2 separate regions of the Rattus norvegicus genome follow, and region 2 is linked to region 1. Evidence: chromatin contacts called from public Hi-C data. All regions are on one chromosome and are shown on one strand. Each heading gives the region's core, a stretch centred on a gene start, on an enhancer-like site or on the middle of the called end of the contact. The rest is flanking DNA. Distances are from core to core; before and after follow the strand shown. Region 1 overlaps Etnppl (ethanolamine-phosphate phospho-lyase). Region 2 has its middle 29 kb from the start of Ostc.

What was found. Hi-C and Micro-C count contacts between places; a contact is called where the count stands out from the background.
Region 2: a Hi-C map of liver shows a contact between it and region 1, with 3 times the contacts expected there. The contact joins two enhancer-like sites. A contact is called at or near these places in 4 of 12 Hi-C or Micro-C datasets (hepatocytes, kidney and liver).

What each region holds. Positions count from the first base shown.
Region 1 is chr2:221,864,067-221,870,216 of GRCr8, forward strand. It overlaps Etnppl (ethanolamine-phosphate phospho-lyase), which reads left to right. Exons shown (of 13, transcript XM_003749396.6): 12 at 615-682; 13 at 1,760-4,761. The coding sequence ends at 1,888. Among named protein-coding and RNA genes, the nearest start is that of Etnppl, 20 kb to the left of the region's middle. Within about 2 kb of position 1,580, at least 44 of the 93 cell types and tissues checked have an H3K27ac peak or open chromatin away from gene starts, as enhancers often do. A contact at or near this core is called in liver, where this site is marked.
Region 2 is chr2:221,908,591-221,914,392 of GRCr8, forward strand. No RefSeq gene overlaps it. Among named protein-coding and RNA genes, the nearest start is that of Ostc, 29 kb to the right of the region's middle. Within about 2 kb of position 4,536, at least 6 of the 93 cell types and tissues checked have an H3K27ac peak or open chromatin away from gene starts, as enhancers often do. A contact at or near this core is called in liver, where this site is marked.

The sequences.
Region 1 (6,150 bases), core at 330-2,829:
TCTCTCTCTGGATTTAGAGATCATGCTCACACCCAAACCTGTCAAACATCCTCCCAAGCTGGTGTGCCCTGTAATTCTGCAACACCAAGTAGAAGGGTGGATTGCTGTCACCCAGGCTGATTGCACTCAGATTAAACTGAATAATATTACTAATAGCCAAAAGAACTGGACTATGTGAACTAGACACAGGCAAAACAGACTCAGTACCGTGAACAGATTGACAGTGAAAAACAAAAATCAAAACATAAACTAGAGCTGGAGAGATGGCTCAGCAGTAAAGAGCACCAACTGCTCTTCCGAAGGACCAGGGTTGAATTCCCAGAATCCATACAGTAGTTTACAATCTTCTGGGACTCCAGGTCCAAAGGATTTACCATCACCCCCTGGTTTCCTAGGAACAAGGCATGCACATGGTGCACAGACATATGTGTAAAAGAAAAAGTCCGTAGACATAAATAGTAATAAAATAATTTTTAAAAATGAAAGCCAGCAATTTTAATAGTAATATTTTTACAGACATTACATGTCTCTTCTCTAGTCCTTATAGTCCTTATATTCCTAGATACTTTTTTAAATTATATTGGTCTAAGTTCTCTACATCTTCTTTGGTTTAGTTCTAGAAGAAGTCATGGACTCCAGGAGTGGAAGTGTGGTCTCTGAGAACACAGCTTGCAGAACCAAGGTAAGAGGTGGCTGCTTTGTGTTTGGGCGGGGGGAGCTTAAAGCATTTAGGAATTGCTTTTTTGAATGTACAGTGACCAGAGAACAAAAGCAGCTTGTTCTAAGGTCCAATCTTCATGGCAATTTTGAGTGTATAATTAAATTCCCAGGGCCAATGTCATATCATTTGCAAAGAAATGAAACCAAATCACCATGCTCACAGGTTTATTCTCATATAAAAATGTAAATAAAAACAAAGGGCCTCTCTCTTCTGGCCTCTAAAGACAGCTTTCAAATATGGGGAGACACTAATAAATGGCTAGAGCTTTCTCATATTGGCTCAGAAAGCCACCTGAAGTCACCTCTGGTTCCCACAAGGCCCTTCACCATCTACAGGAGCCTTGGCAGAATGGCTCTGAAACACCAAAAATTGCCTCTGAAGTGAAATGACGTGGAAGCCTCCACAGCAGCCAGTAGCCTGTGGGACCACAGACAGTGAGTGGCCTAGTTTCCACTCTTGACGCGCTTCCAACAGAGGGCTTTTCCATTCTCTTCCTGAACAGCCTGTGGTGTGAGAAAGAGCACCCAGGGCCTGGAAACAGAAAAGCAAAACCTTGAGAGGCTTCGTTGCATAATTTGTTATTTGTTTGCAGCTTCGATGGTAAGGGAACATTCAGTGCCCAGAACCTGCCTGTGCACCCAGCAGTCAGCAAAGTTCTTTTCATGGTTAAAAAACAAAAATTGGGGTGTTTGACTGGAAACAAACGATTTCTAACAAGACACCCTCTGTCTCTTCACACAACACAAAGCAGTCATAGAGATCCGTTATTATCAAAACGGCAGGAAGAGTTTATCAAATCTAGGTCAGAACCCCAGCTACAAAATGGCTTTGCCCAGCCCTGACCAGGATCTTGCAAAACCAAGAGTTGGCTGCAGGACCTCATACTCTGAGGTTAATTGAGTCATTACGCACATATAAAAGGTTGTCCTGGAGTCTCAGAATTGCTGTTGACATCACCTTTCAAATGTCTGGTATCTAAGAGGTTGGGTGTTTGAAGAGGTGCACATCCATGGGGGTTTTGTGGCCCTGTCTTTGCAGACGCCTAAGGAAGAACATGTGGAATTGCCCAACCTTAGTGCCACCGACGCCAGAGAAATCCACAGCAGGAAGAGAAACGGTGCATGCTCAGACCAGCATGTCCTGCTCAGCAAAAGACTCAAGACCTGAGAGCTGAACATTAGACAGTGGGTAAATGTCCCTGGATACAGCGAGCAAGTGACTGCATCTCACCTCTTAGTCATCCTTTGAATTACAGCTTTCAATCTGGCTAGCTTGTACAGTAAAGGATAGATTAATAATATCAATAATCAAAGCGATAAACTACGTCAACATTATTAATGGAACCTCTTGCCTGGTGATTCATTGCCTGCAAGTCTGAAGTTACTTATTCTACTAAAACTGAGTTTTCTATTGCAAGATTAAGCTGGGCACCTTGCTTCTCACGTTGTAATGTTGGAAATTAGAGGAGCAAGTGAAGTCTATCCCTTCACTTCAAGGAGTTAGTGTGATAAAGTATTTTTAATCGTGAGACATACTCTAAAATGGTTAATATATAAACGTTATAGGTTTTAATAAAAAATGATATAAACAAAAATGAAGACTGTAAAATGCAGAGGGCATTGTGGGTTATGGTGGTGAGATCTAAATCGTTCTAAAAGGAAATCCCAGAGCAGAGAGAAAAAATGGCAAAGAACTGTGGTTGAAGTGGTAGGAAGCCTGATTGCTTGCTGTCCTGTGGGAACTGAAAGGGAACACGCGTACACAGGAACACTTGCATGAAAGATGGTTCTCGAGTGGCAGAAGCAGCCAAAGCCCAGCATTCAGAGTTGGGAACTGTGGTTCTGGCTACTCGCAGGCCATGCCATCTTGACCACATTGCTTACTTATCAAGTAAGAATGGTCCCTTCTCTGACCATCTCATCTTCCCCAAGTTCCTTGTCACCTGCATCCCACATATCCTAAATTACCTTCATCCAACCTGAATCTCTCCATTGCTTTCCTACTAGTTATTGAACTCGCTGGTTTGTTTGTATTCTGCAAAGAAGAGACTAACTTTTCTATGTCAGTTTACTGTTAACTGAGTGGGATGTCTTGGGAGTATGAGCCTGTTCTTTGGATAATGGTATTTTATATAGGACTCCTTGTCTGTGGGTAGCACATGTGGAAAGCCTTGATTTTGGTGCTGGGAGTCTGTTTAAAAGCAAAAACAAGGCAACGTGACCAACCATGAGGTGTCAATTCCTAACAGAACAAACCACTGATCCTTGTGGAAAAGGGGGGAGGGGTTCTCTGTAATCAGCTTTCCACAGGTGGTTGGTTGTCTCTTTGAGGAGTAGTATCATCTCAGGGTTCAACACCGTATTCTGCTTCAATCAACCTGGGTATTAATAAGGGCATTGTGAAATTGGTCCTAACAAGGAGGAGCCTAGGCTGCTGGCCCACTCTACCACTTTCCTCTCTACCACCATGTGTTTGCTGCTCGACCCCATTATCATTTACTTCCATGAATGGCCAGTGTTATTTCTGTAGTGGATGCTTCTGGAAGGCATTAAAAGATGATATTAAAAAAAGCCATAGCATGATGGAGTATTCGTGCGATATAGCCATTTCCATGTCTGTGGCCCATATATCTTTTGTTCTATTACTTTAGTGTTCCTGGACAACTAACTAGACCATTCTCGGCTACTTACGCACACCCATCGTTTCTTCCATGCAAGGTAGATGCCCACACAAAGCACTCAGAGCTCTGCCTCCAGAAAATTTTTCCACAGCCACTCTTTCAAGACCCCATTGAGGAGAGCTATAAAGCAGCCAGCAGGGAGTGTACGGAAATGGCGGATCTCTGAACCATCATGGAGTTTATTTCCTGTTCTCTTAACCAATATGCCTTCCCAGTGCCACCAGCATACTGCTATCTCCTGTGAGGGAGCATCTCTGTCACATCCAGCTGCATCAGCTTAGGGTTATCAGTGCAGTGGATCACCAAGATGTTCTGCAAGGTACCCAGATGGTCTGACCCTAAGTTATAACAGCCTGAGTTATACCAAAGGGCATGAAGGCTAACAAGGTTTTAGATCACAACTATAAAGAACTCTGTGATCAAGAGCTAGGGGAAGAGAGCGCTCTCCATTCCAGTGCACACTGTAATCCTTGAGATGAAGAAGTAGACCCAGAAGAAATCCTGGGGCTCAGTGGTTGGCCAGTCTAGCTGAATTGGTGAACTCCAGGTTCAGTGAGAGACTCACTTTGGTTCCTAGTACCCACATAGTAGCTCACAACAACTCCAGTTCCAGAGATCCAATGCCTTCTTCTGGCCTCCACAGGTACTGCATACATGTGGTATGTGATATATATATATATATATATGCAAGTACTTACACATGCACATAAAAATAAGCAAATCTCTGAGAAAACTAAGGTGAAGAACAAATGGAAAAGATACTTGATATCCAGTTCTGGCCTCCACACACACGCGCGCGCGCGCAGACACACACACACACACACACACACACACACACACACACACACACACACCCTTGGATTTTTAAGAGGGACATTAATCTCTGCCAAAATACCCTAGAATAAACATACCTTTTATTTTTGTCACGTAGGATGAGTAAAGAAAAAAATGTGTGTGGAGGGAAAGCTTCAGGGGCTCCCAACTAGCCCTCTGAACTTTAGAAACTTGTATTCCACATGCCAAGGAAACTGTGGTCAACACAAACCCCTCACAGTATTTATTCCTTAAATGTCAAGTATAATTTACTGCGTGTTCACTTGTACTTCCTCTGTAGCAAGGTCTTATGTTAGAAACTCAGCTGATTTCTCACTGTAGTGTGCTCTGCGCAGTATCACTCTTGGCCCATGATCAGTTTTGTTTTTAAAAATACTATATACAATTTAAAACAATGTAAATTCTGTGACGCTCTAAATGTGACACAGAAGTCAACTTTTAGAGTCAAGTTTGTAGTGTGTCAAGTGTGAAATGAATATTTTGATCACGATATTGAGAGATGTGAATAAAATTCTCCCACAATGCATGTGAGTTTTCTTCTATTTCTTTATAATTCTATCGATGTTGACTTTCCATAAATCAAAGTACCTGGTGAAATGTGAACAAATTTATAACTATAAAATATTCCTGGAAAATAGTCTCTATCTTATTTTCAGCTTATATGTTTTAGAAATCCCTCTTGTAAACTCGGAGAGCTGTGCATTTTATTCAGTTTGGAAGTCTTTGCCTTTTCGTTAGAGCATTTATAGTTAATGTAGCTCTAATGTGTGCTTTTAAATATAAGTTGTTGTATTAATGACCATTTTTCTTCTTTTCTCCATTCTTGCTGTCTTTCAAATACATTTGAGTGGTGTTTTATTATGCTATATGCTTACTCCAAACACACAAACTTACAAGTCACATGACATCTGATCCTTTTTCGCTAAACTGTAGCATCTTTTTCCTGGTCAGAGCAAGAACTTCAGAAGAGTTTTGTTGCCTTTCTCACACCACATTTAGCATGCCATTGCTGCATGCATCTATATCTGATAGCTATTTTATATCATCACTGTTACATTATAACTGCATGTATTATAATTATTTTTTGTTTGCCTTCATATTCTTCATTTCTTCTTTCCACCTGGAATTACTTTCATTTGATCTTGATCTTGAAGAATGTTCTTTAGTATTTCTTCAGTATAGATCCCTGCCTAACCTTTTGTTAGACAGATGGGTACGCTGGAAAATATAGATATTAAAAGGCTAAATGTAGTACCCCACATCCTCAAAATCAAGGCAAGGACTAGTAGCTAGTAACTGAGACTTCTGGCCAATGCCTTTCATTCAAAAACGTAAAAATGTCAGAAATAGAAGCATCGAAGAATGACCAATTAAGATGGGTCATCAAAACTACTCATGAAATAGTGTAAACCCAGTTACTTTGATTAATTGACTTTTAACCACAAACACGCAAAACACAAAATCAGCAACAGACACTAAGGTATTAATTAAAAAATTGAAATGAACTAGTAGCAAGCACACAACAATTCCATTAGGTAATGTTGACCTGATCATATGAAGCATGGTCACCAACTTCTGACTTAGGCCTCCTTGATTCTTTTTCTGTCAACAGAATTATCAGCTATGACCTGGAATAAATAGCTACAAAAGTAGAAATTCAGAACTCTTTTTTTCATACTTGAAAAAAATAACAATAACAGCACAGGTTTGAGGCAGAAAGCAAGAATGGTTTATAGATAGCTATAGTCCTCCAATCCTGAAGGGACTCTTAATGCCTCACCAAAATGTCATATGGTTCTAGTATGTTAGAAGTTTTTTAAAGGAATAGAGAGGAGATTGAGGAGTAAAAGTAATCCAGATGTTCCTTTCAAGAACACGATCTCTTGTTTCCTTTCTTTCATGGCCCCTTGGTATT
Region 2 (5,802 bases), core at 3,286-5,785, 47 kb after region 1:
TGCTGCCAAGACAAACTCCCTTTCTTACCACTCACAGGTCTCGGTAAAGCTGTTGTGAACATCATCACACACCTGCCATGTCTGGTCAGTTCTTCCTTTTCTTCTTCACTCCATAATGCTTATCATGTCTGCACAACCTTAATCCTTTTGTCTTTTCACTAGGATGTAAGTTTCATGAAAATAGCAAATTTTTCTGTGTGTCCATGGGTGTGCAGGTACACGTGTGTACATATACATATGTGTACATGTATGTGGAGGACCCAGAGGAAACCCAGATATCATCCTCAAGAATATCATCTGCTTCCTTTGAAACAGAATCTCCCGTTGGCCTAGACATCAGCAATTAGGCTAGTCTGGCTGGCCAGGGAGCCTCGGGGACCTTCTGTCTATCTCCCCAGCACTGGGACAAGTTTGCCCCACATACAGCATTTATCCCTGGTCCCTGAAGGTTGAACTCCGTGTCCTTGTGCTTGCAGCATAAGCACATAATCAACTGAGCTATCTCTCCAGCCCTATGACAATAAGTGCCAGCACAAGTATCTGCTCAATACGTGAAATGAATAGGTGAACATGTTAAAATTATGTTACTAAAACCATAGAAATCTATATGTTGGTGTTGAAGTCTGTCTTTGCTGGGGTTTGAGCCCCTCCACAGTCTGCAGGTTTACAATGTTGCTGAGCCGCCTCGTGATGTCCCTCTGTCTGGCTTTTCAGCATCACGTGCTGACTACTTCTTATCCTGCAGAAGATGAGGATGTACTCAGGGAAGCCTGGATCCCCATCAGTTGTGTGCCAATCTCACTGTTAATTAACTGACAGACACAGATAGAATCTTGTTCCTTTTTTAATACTCAACATTACCAGATGCCAGTTTAATTGGATTTTGCTTCTGTTTGGTACAGGAATCCAGTATGATCAACAACTGGCCATTTCTATTTAGAGTTCAGGAAATTCTTAAGAAACTGGCTGTTCTGTGAATCTCTGTTCTCACAGTTTGTCTCTTAGGGTCAGCAAGAGCATAAAATTTAAGTTATATATCATTCAACACTCATCAAATCTTCAGAAAACTCCTCGGTCCCAAGCATAGTGTGATGGTTGTACACATAGTACATGGCCCAGGCTTTGTATCTGAAGACATCAAGTCTAGAAGGGTAGACAGACTTGCAGACTGACTCAATACCATAGTGCAAGCCCAGTGATGGAGAAGCAGGAATGAGAACACTGAGCAGAGAGGGGGGAGATGGACAGGAAGAAACACCTTTTAAGAGTGACAAACTACTTTCTGAAGTCATGGACCAGAATCCTGAAAACGTCTGCATAACTGCTCTGGCATCCAGAGCCCTTAGTCACCAACAGAACTCAAAATGAGAGCTGCCCACAGATTGCCTTGAACCTGAACAATGTTTCAAAGCTCTGGTGAAAACTTGATTTTTTTTTTATAAACTTTCCATAATGTTCTATATTCATGGCATTTGCTCTATCCTGAGAAACTCTCCCCTCTGGTAGTCCCTGGCTGGGATAAAGTACCCGGGGTTCCTACTTGTTATGTTTTCCTGTTTGACTCCACAACTGTCGTCACTGGGACTTCAGAGGCCACACTTGACCCTCTAACTGCTGAAGAAGCTAAAGGCCTAGAAAGGCCCTTCCCAAGTGTGCCTGCTGACTTAGGTCACCCTGTCTTTCAACAGGACCTAATTTGAAGACATATCAAGTGAATACATCAGTTTCCACAGTTTATTCCCTACCTAACCCAAGCCAGCCTTATTTTTCTCCAGACTAGAACTGGGCAATGCGGCTCAATCCTGTTCCCACCTCCTCCCTTGTGAGTTCAATTACAAAGGGTCTAGGCAGCCAGGAGACACCAGTGCCAGGAGCCCGAGCTGGACGCTCTCTCCTGTCTAAAGCAATCTTAGAGGCAGCCTCTTCCTTTAAAGAGGCTCCAAAGCAGCTTTCAGGGCTGTGAATCAAATCCCAAACCTAAGTCTGCTGGAATGCTCAACCGTAGTAAGCTCTCAGCACGGGGGGGGTTACTACAGTCCTCCGCGCTCGTCCTCTCTGAGCCAGGTTCAAGTGTCTGTCCTGACCTAGAACAAAGAACATGGGAAGGGTGACTCGTTCTCCCTCTGTTCTTGTCCTTGACCTGACCTAACTGTAGAGGGCAAGTTCAGTCAGGTGTAGACCAGCATCATGCAGACTGGAAGACTGGGCTCTTTCGGCCTTCACAGTCAAATTGCCTCGATAACTCTATCAAGGACAGGGAAGGAAGCGCTCTCAGCAGCCACCTCGTCAGCCCTGCGCGGTTGCTCAGGGTGGTCATGGTAGACCAGTTATCTATCTAGTCAGCTCTGCTGTCAGCTCCATTGTCTGACCCTCTGCATCTGTAGCTTTTATGAACACTATATCTGCCAGTCTTGCCACTGTGTGTGTGTGTGTGTGTGTACGTGTGATTTTTCACAGCTGACTGTGTTCTGTTTCTGATAGTCTTGATGCTAAGACTTGACTGTAATCCCTTCTCTCAGACAGGAAGCATGTCAGGGGACGCCCAAATGGTTCGTCTGCTACACAGCTTCAACCTCTTCAGTCTCTTCGAGTCTTTTCATGAAGAACACCATCCCAGAGGAAAATAACGCAGAGAACAAGCGTTGTGAACAGGTACTCAAAGCTCCCCTCTTTCCGGTATCTCTTCTTACATCCCGGGTTTAAAATGACCAACTTGAAGAGTCCTTCACCAAGTGCTCCACTTGGTGTGACATCAAATCACAACTTGACATGGATGTGTCTTCGTTTCCTATGAAACACATAACCACTCATGGCAAGCCTTCCAGTGCCGACGCTCCTTCTAAGTTAAGCCACCGGCGGCCACTCCTTGGATTCAGACCTATGACAATAGCACACGGTGTTGGATAAAAACTTTACCTGTCTGAGCTTCTAGTCACTGTTAGCATTCTGTCTAAGCTCCACCCCCACGGTTACCTAGCAACAGCTAGGCAAGCCTGATACTATAAAAGGGGCTGCTTGTCTCCTCCTCACTCCCTTGTTCTTGCTCCTCTCTTGCTCTTTTGCTCTTCCCCTCTTCCCCCTTAATCCCCCCTCTCCCCATTCCCTTCCCCTCTTCTCTGCATAGGCTCATGGCAGCCTCTACTCTTCTACTTCTACTTCTCTCCCTGTCTCTCCCTGTCTCTGTCTCTGTCTGTCTCTGTCTGTCACTCTGTCTCTCTGTGTCTGTCTCTGTCACTCTGTCTCTCTGTCTCTGTCTCTCCCTGTCTCTGTCTGTCTCTGTCTCTCTGTCTGTCTCTCTGTCTGTCTGTCTCTCTGTGTCTGTCTGTCTCTCTGTCTGTTTCTCTGTCTCTCTGTCTGTCTGTCTCTCTCTCTCTCTCTCTCTGCCCCTACTACCCTCTTGACTCCCCCCCCCATGCCCTGAATAACCTCTATTCTATACTATATCATCCCGTGGCTGGTCCCTCAGGGGGAAGGGATGTCGCAGCATGAGCTGCCTGAGGCACCCCATTTCCCAGACCTCACCACACCTCCCTAGAACATAACCACCTTTATCTTTTTTTTTTTTTTTTTTTTTTTTTTTTCGGAGCTGGGGACCGAACCCAGGGCCTTGCGCTTCCTAGGTAAGCGCTCTACCACTGAGCTAAATCCCCAGCCCCCCTTTATCTTTTTAATAAACACAATAATCACCATATCCTCACCGCAATTCATTTTTCTTCATAATGTTTGTCCACATGACACTACGCACCAATTCGAGACACATCTCCCCTTTTCAAATGTAATCTCCAACAAAGCCAGGATTTATACCTTTACTGCCCTATCACCTGCATATGAAAGAGTACTTCACAATTAACAGATTCCTTTAGAAGAGATAAACTTAGTCCCCCAAGCATCTATGACACGTGTGCTACAAAGTAGCCTTCATTCTGTGGACAGAAGCAACACGAGTGCTCAAGTAAATGCCCAGTAAACAAAGCAGTCAGCGGTGATGGGCACATAAAGTCTCTAGACAACCTCAGCCCTCTACACCCACTGCAGGTCCACCTTCATCCTATGCCATGGGCGGCACCAATGTAAAGAAGAGAAGACGGAAGGGAACGGAAAGGATTTGTTTAACTTCCCACAAAGAAAGGGACACAGCATGGACTTGAGCCTGTCTGGGCTGACTTCGAAGAGTGAGCCAGTGCCAAAGTTAGGTTTCTGAATAGAACAGGGCAAGACAAGAGCTGTGGGCTCAGAGTAACCCCCGCACTTTCTTGCCAGGCCTGTGAAGCCATGGCTGCTCTTTCCCCAGGCCACTTCTCAGGGCTGTGTTTACAGCCCATCTCACTGACGGAATGAGAGAACTGTCCCTCACAGACAAAGGGCAAGTTTGCTTCCCCAGCCCTCCACACACTGTAAAGCAGCACGTCGCTAAATTCAATGTTCCGCAGGTGGGAACCAGCCACAGCATCTGTCGCTACTCTATGGGGCTAGGAGAGTGTTGTTTCCAAGACACTCATGCTGCTTACTCTGCCATAACAAAGTCCTTTGTCTTTGACCCGGAAGTCTCAAGTTTTCTGCCAATATCGGTGACACAGTAACAGACCCAGCTTATGAGCTCACAAACAGGGTGATGTTCCAGAGCCTGGCACTGTTCGTTTTAGAAGTGACCCAGGTTACAAAATAGAACAAAACACAAGCAGCGTCAAAAAGGAAAAAAAATCACTGTGACTATCAATTCACTAAGTGTTCATGGAACTCAAGTGACATAGATGACAATCAATTAGTTGGAAATGTGTTTACTGTCAAATAAATGGATGAAGAAAGAGGCCCTTTCCTAGCAATGTGTGTGCTACGAGCTTGATTTACCATGAGGCTAGCACAGCCTTGGCCCCTCATCTAAATAAAGAAAACAGTGAAAACCCAAGAGAGTAGCTAGAGGAAATCAGAGGAATGGCGTGGGCGGATCAAATCAAGGATGCAGGTACTCAGAGTCACTTCAAGTATGTCTGAGTAAACTGGCAGAGCACCCCCCTGGCATGTGGGGTCCCAGGTTCAACTGGCAGCCTTAAATGGGGTGGGGCTAACCAAATAAGAAATCCATCCAACAAGAAAAGTAGAAATCATTCCAACTAGCTTGGGTTACAGCCAATTAACCCATCCTTGAGTGTATTTTCCTGCGGAGTTGTATGTAACCAAGAAGTGACAGAACCTTAAGCACGTATTGTGTCCCACACACTAGGCTGCACCTCTGACTTCATGTAATTCATGTCTAGACAAACAACATAAACGAGTCAGCTATGTGGCATGTTAAAGAGCAGCAAGTGCTATGGAGAGAAACAGGGGAGTCTTGGTTTTTCAAAGGGAGATAAAAGAAGGCCTCATTGTAAAACTACAATTTTGAACATATATTGGGAAAAGAAAAGGGAGTGAGCCATTCAGGTAGAGCGAGAGCTGTGCCCCAGACTGACAATGAATGTCCTTGCCTGGATCCAGCCTCGACACAGGGTCGCAGTTCTCAACAGGAAGCAGGGATATCTGGAGGGCACATAATAAATATACACAGACTACTCTGGGTACAAACTGATAGGCAATTTCAAGGCTTAAAGTTACTCTCTTTCCTCTCTCTCTCTCTCTCTCTCTCTCTCTCTCTCTCTCTCTCTCTCAGCTTGAGGCTGCACACACTCTGCATTCTCTTTCGCACTCTGCCTTTCTCCATTGTGCTTTTCTTTTCTCGAACTCCCACACTCACACACACCCTTGTTCATTACCCTTTCATTCTCACACACACTCTCCACACATATCTCACACTCACCACATGCG